Regions from separate parts of the Arachis hypogaea genome. Here region 1 is linked to region 2. Evidence: chromatin contacts called from public Hi-C data. All regions are on one chromosome and are shown on one strand. Each heading gives the region's core, a stretch centred on a gene start, on an enhancer-like site or on the middle of the called end of the contact. The rest is flanking DNA. Distances are from core to core; before and after follow the strand shown. Region 1 has its middle 11 kb from the start of LOC112795850. Region 2 holds the start of LOC112795849 (heavy metal-associated isoprenylated plant protein 32).

Region 1 (2,869 bases), core at 37-2,536, 45 kb before region 2:
AGAATATATTGGAGGTCAAAAACTCAAAATTTTAGGATATGTTCAGTTCTTTTTACATAATTTATAAAATACTATTTTTATGTATATATAAAAGAAAAATAAATGCTTTGATGAGTCAGCTGTGCTATTGTTAATTTCTAACATGCAATGATTATTAGCAATAGAAGAATTAAGTAGTTCATTTTGTCAACGATAAACGTCATTGTCATAGCTATAATTTTAGGATTAGGACCATTGTATTAGATCAAAATTGTTAGTTCGTTATTGATTACTTTAAATCTTATCAAGGAATTATATATATAGTCTAATAGTCTATTATCACTAATTTAAGCAGTCTACATTTATAGTAGATAATGCAAATGTATATTTACATAACCATAATATTAAGATGACAACAACAAAAACGTTAGAATTTGTCTTATTTAATTTTTATTAATTATTATAAAATTAAATAAGATAAATTATAATTATTTTTAGTTAATTTGTTTTAATTATTAAAATTTTTTCGTTTACAGAATTTTACTTTGTGAATCATTCATTTCTCTCTTTTTTTTTTTATATTTACATTTTGTATGTTAGGTTCACTTTGTATGCGAGTGTGCACCAATAATGTAACCAATGAACTGATGAATTACTGAATTAACCTTTTTGAATCCAATAATTTTTTGGTTATCCAGAGTATTTTTTAATAGGATAAATCAATGACTAACTAGTCGCAGATTTAAACTTTATTTAAGAGTTTGATATTGGCTAATGAATTATTGTATATATAAAACAAGATTTAAGCCTGGAATACTTACTTAAACGGATAAGTAAGTTGATCACTCGATTCACCTAAGTTGATTTTTTTAACCCAATAATAAGCTTGAACCTTAACAATTTCTTATCAAGACATTAACTGAAGTCGGTGGTATAATTATTAACATGCAAAACACGTACTATATATTTAATGTTTTTAGGAATTTTTATTTTATATATGCAAAACAAGGTAACTAATTTAATATTCTAGTCCATCAGAAAACTATAATAGTTTAGCAAAAGGGAAAAAAAAGAAAAGCAAAGTAATAAATAAATCCATTACTTTAATAAATAAAGAAAGAAATGGAGAAGAACCAAAGAAAAGGTGAAAGATAAGGCTTGTCTCAAAGAGTAGTAGTTAATTATTAATTTCCGGATTCCACAAAGAAGGTCTAGCTGTAATTTTTTATGAGCAAACAGCAGGCCATACGAAGTGCATTTTAAAAAAGAGAAAAAAAAACCGTCATACGATTTAGTACAAATTAAAACTGCACGGAAATTCTGGCTTGATAAGTTGGCCAAATAATAGAACTGTATTATATATACTCTCTGTTCCAAACTTTGATAAATTAATGTTTCTGAATTAAATCCAAAAAAAAATAAAAAAAAAATAATGATGCGGCTGCAAGAAAACGACGATGTAGATAATGTGTGTGGGGCTTCCCGTAGAGAAATTAAACTTGCACGTGGGATCCACATGCCCCTTTCCTTCTCACGGCAACAAAGCACCCCAGTGGCCCAGTTCCCATACGGACACTGCTCATTATTACAAGCTCAACAAATGAAAAAAAAAAAGATAAATTGATTTCTAATTTTTTAGTTTGTAGATATTTAAGTTTTTGAGAATTTAAAATATATTTAAATTTGTTATTCTTTTAAAATTTGAATATATTGATCTCTAAATTTAATTTGTCTAATTTTAAAAAAAAATTTATATGTGTATCTATATTTATAATAGAAGTTACATTTGATTTTTCATTGCGTCTGACAGATTTAAGTAAACATGAGAGATTCGTGTATCTAAATTTTAAGAAGATTAAAAACTTATATGTATTTTTAAATTTTTAAAAATTTAAATATCTATGCATCAAAAAATCAAAAACTTATTTATTCTTTTCTCAAAAAAAATTTGTTTATTTGCAGTATTGATTTTTATAGGTTTATTAAATTTATAATTAAGTTTTTATATTTTTTATTTAATTAAATTTTTATATTATTTTTAATTTTATAATTAAATTATTTTTAATATAAAATTATTTGAATTAATTAAATATTTTTTATAAATTAAAAATATTTACAATTAAAATTTTAATTAAATTTTTTACTATATATTTTTTGAAAAAAAATATTTAATTAATTTTAATATTTTTTACTTAAAAATGATTTAACTACAAAATTAAAACTAATTTAAAAAGTCAACTAAAAAAATATACAAAAATATAATTAAAAATTTAATAAAATTATAAAAACTAACAAAATAATTAAATAAAAAAAATTTAAACTCAAAATGATATATATCCTTTTTATCAGCGGTGCATCTCACACACTTTTTTAATTTAATATCATTATTTTAACCTATCATGCCGTATAATTTTAAATATATTTTGAAAAAGGATTATTAAGCAGAAGAGTTAATGAATCTCACAAAATTAAATATCAAGAGTTAAAAAAAGTATTTTTTGTTTGAATTAAGTATTAAATTAGTCTCTTACATTTGGATGTAATCATATTTTGGTCCTTAAAGTTTAAAATGTCCTATTTGAATAAAAAAAATTATTTAGTTTTAATGTAGTTCTACCGTAAGGTCAAAGTTAAATAATTAATGGAATATCCTACATCACAGCATTACAAAAACAAGGTTGATAATTTGGAAACAAAATCAATTATAGATGCATCAATACATTTATTTATTGTTCTTCTTAGTTTTGTAGAAAATATTTCATTTAAATTTGTAAGAAAAATGATAAATAAATGTATTGATACGTCCACGGTTAATTTTGTGCATCTAGAGCTTGTATTTATTCTCCAGATTATCGACTTTATTCTTGTACTACTGTCATGTAAGACATTT
Region 2 (3,026 bases), core at 480-2,979:
ATTTGGTTCATTGGCATTGAGCCCATTGGGAGGCTCATTGGGCCCATATTGGGCCCACCCATGCTAGGATGATGACCACCAAGGTTTTGGAACCCATTGCTCATCATAGCTTGAGCACCACCACCACCACCACCACCACCACCATTACCACCTTCACCCATCATTGAATTACCCTTTTTGCCCCCATTGCCATTGTTTGGATTGCCGCCACCACCGCCGCCGTGGTGCCCATTGTTACCATTCTTGTTTCCACCTCCATTGTTTCCATTTTGCATAGGACCTCCATTCTTGCCACCATTGTTTTTGTTACCACCTTGAATCTGGTTGTTACCACCGCCCCCGCCGCCGCCTCCTTTCTTTCCTCCTCCGTTTCCATTTTTACCGTCGTTCCCACCACCCATCCCCTGCATCTGCACAGGCAAACCTCCACCACCGCCACCGCCACCGCCGCCGCCGCCTTTCTTGCCGTTGCCTCCTCCATTTCCGCCGCCGCCGCCACCACCCTTCTGAGCATTCATGATGCCATTCAACATCATATTATGAGCAGCACCATTTCCCATAGGGAGCTTCATCTTGTTCAATGGGTGGTGAGGATCATCCATCTCATCATCAAATTCGTCATCAAAGTCATCATCATCATCAAACTCATCCAACTCGTCATCAGACAAATCATCCTCCTCAGGAGGCAAACTGAACTTCACTTGCTTCATGTTGTTGTTGTTCTTGGGGTTCTGATTTGGGGCCATCATTTGCATGTCCTTGAATTGAGGAAGCTTCAGATCTTGAAACCCTTTCATCTGCTGAAGCTGCTGCAACTGCTGCTGCAGCTGTTGCTGTGGATTCTGCCCACCACCACCACCTTTGGGTTGGTTATTCCCAGCCTTCTGACCCTTGTTGTTACCACCGCCACCGCCGCCACCACCACCTTTGCCATTGTGCTCAATTTGCATGTTCTTCATCTGGTTAGCAAGGTGGTTCTGATTATTATGGTTGTTGTTGTTGTTGTTGTTGTTGTTGGGTTTAGGAGCACCCCAAAGCTCTGCATGTTTGCCTGATTTTGCAAGCTTCTTGATGAGAACGTTTGGATCCACGTTCCCTGAAACCGTGACCTTCCCTTGCTCTGAATCTATCTCAGTCGTAAACACCCCTGTCCAACAAAACAAAAGATAAGACACCTCGGATTCAAGATATAATTAAGAAGAAATGTGTGTGCATACCATCAATCTTCTGGAGGATTTTCTTGACTTTTTGCTTGCACCCATCACAGTGTATGTTCACTTTAAGAACACATTTCTGCATGCACAAGCAATCCCAAAAACAGAATAAATAACATTAATTAGTTGAAGGAGATAGATGGAGTAAGTGTTGGTACCTGTATCTTCAAAATCTCTTCTTTACTCATATTCTGGAGAAAGAAGGTAGATCTGAGAGAGGGTTGGAAGCAAACACAGAAGCCAATGAATGAGAGGAAAAACAAAAGAAAAAAGTGGTCTGAGTGAAAACAGAGATAGCGAGTCCTGAACAACAAAGGCTCAGACTTGGAGAGAAAGAGAAAGAGAAAGAGAAAGAGAAAGTGCTTCCCTCAAACAAAAACACAGTCTTGTCATTAAAAGCTTTCAATCCTCTATTTCAGGGTGTAATAACAAACAAAGAGAGACAACCGTTTTTGTTTTTCTATTGCAACAACTTCAAAAAAAAAAAAAAAAAAAGACTTGTGTTATTGTGTGTTGTAACTTGTAACTCGCTACACTTTTTTAACCGTCGCCATGTCTTCTCTTTTCCGGAATCGTAATTGGGAAGCTTCAATCACTCACCCAATGTGCCAAAGGCTTTGCCTCTCTTACGTAACATATTTTCATTTTATTCCTTCCCCAAACAAATCTAAACTAGATTCCACTTTTCCTTTTTTCTTAATTCTACTATTCATATTATTTAATGGGATCCCGCTAGGAAGACGATGGATTATTTGTACAATGTGTACGAATTCCTGATTTTTTGGATCTAGCACTCTAATACAATATCATGATACCACTCATCTCAAAAGCTTCAGCGGATGAAAAAAAGTAACACTAATGATTATATGTCTAATACTTCATAAACCTCTATTGTATACATTATACAAATATTCCATTAACTCCTCATACTTTCTCTATTTCATGTGTTCAAGTAAAGTTGATACTTGAGAGTTGTTAGATAATTTGATTGATTTGATTAAATTTTTATCTAACAGCTCTCAGATATCAATTTCATGTGAAGTCGACTTCACCTGAATTTTCACATTATTATTATTATTAAACCATCTTCGTCTATGTTTCAACCACTTCAAAATGAGTTATAAATTATAATCTACATTTTTTTCTTAGAATTCATATTTTCGTAAAGAAAAAAAAAATATTAAGTAAGTCATTCAAAAAATTGTGTAAATTTATAAATATCTGACATAAAAACAAAAAAATTTATGAAAATTCTTTGACAAGATGGCAAAGAAAACTCTTCAAAAGATATCAATTCTTTAAGTTATTTTTACAAAATTTTATAAGTCCATCGTAATTTTTTTAAAATTTATTTAATATTTAATTTTTAAAGAACTTACAAGCCTACCATAAAATTGTCCAGACAGTTACAATGACATTAAACACCACAAAATCAATTATCATCAAATATCAATCACTTTATCTTCTTATACAAATCAACTCTATGATGTCAAAAAGCACACATCAAATTAATATTTATAATCAAATTTTACAAATATTATAATTAAACGTTCCAAATAACATGTAATCAAATATTACGAGAACATTTTAAAAATAATATAATCAAACCAAATATATACACATAATCAAAGTTATAAATAATATAATCAAATTATATTTACAACTGTACTAAACTTTATGGAAAATAATTATGATAGGAGAAAGTACTATTTTTAATTTTGGGTCTTTAACTAGCAAATTCCTTTAATTATGGTCATAATTACTCTTTGACTTTAGTTCGAATTCTTTTGATACTTAATATTTTTTTATTAA

Evidence for each region. A called contact is a pair of places that touch in the nucleus more often than the background predicts.
Region 1: a Hi-C map of leaf shows a contact between it and region 2, with 2.0 times the contacts expected there. The contact joins the enhancer-like site here to the promoter of LOC112795849 in region 2. A contact is called at or near these places in 3 of 8 Hi-C or Micro-C datasets (leaf and an unstated tissue).

Annotation. Positions count from the first base shown.
Region 1 is chr4:4,126,043-4,128,911 of arahy.Tifrunner.gnm2.J5K5, reverse strand. No RefSeq gene overlaps it. Among protein-coding and RNA genes, the nearest start is that of LOC112795850, 11 kb to the right of the region's middle. Within about 2 kb of position 1,286, at least 3 of the 3 cell types and tissues checked have open chromatin away from gene starts, as enhancers often do.
Region 2 is chr4:4,081,638-4,084,663 of arahy.Tifrunner.gnm2.J5K5, reverse strand. LOC112795849 (heavy metal-associated isoprenylated plant protein 32) reads right to left here and starts at 1,729. Exons shown (of 3, transcript XM_025838034.3): 1 at 1,373-1,729; 2 at 1,218-1,293; 3 at 1-1,147. The coding sequence starts at 1,402.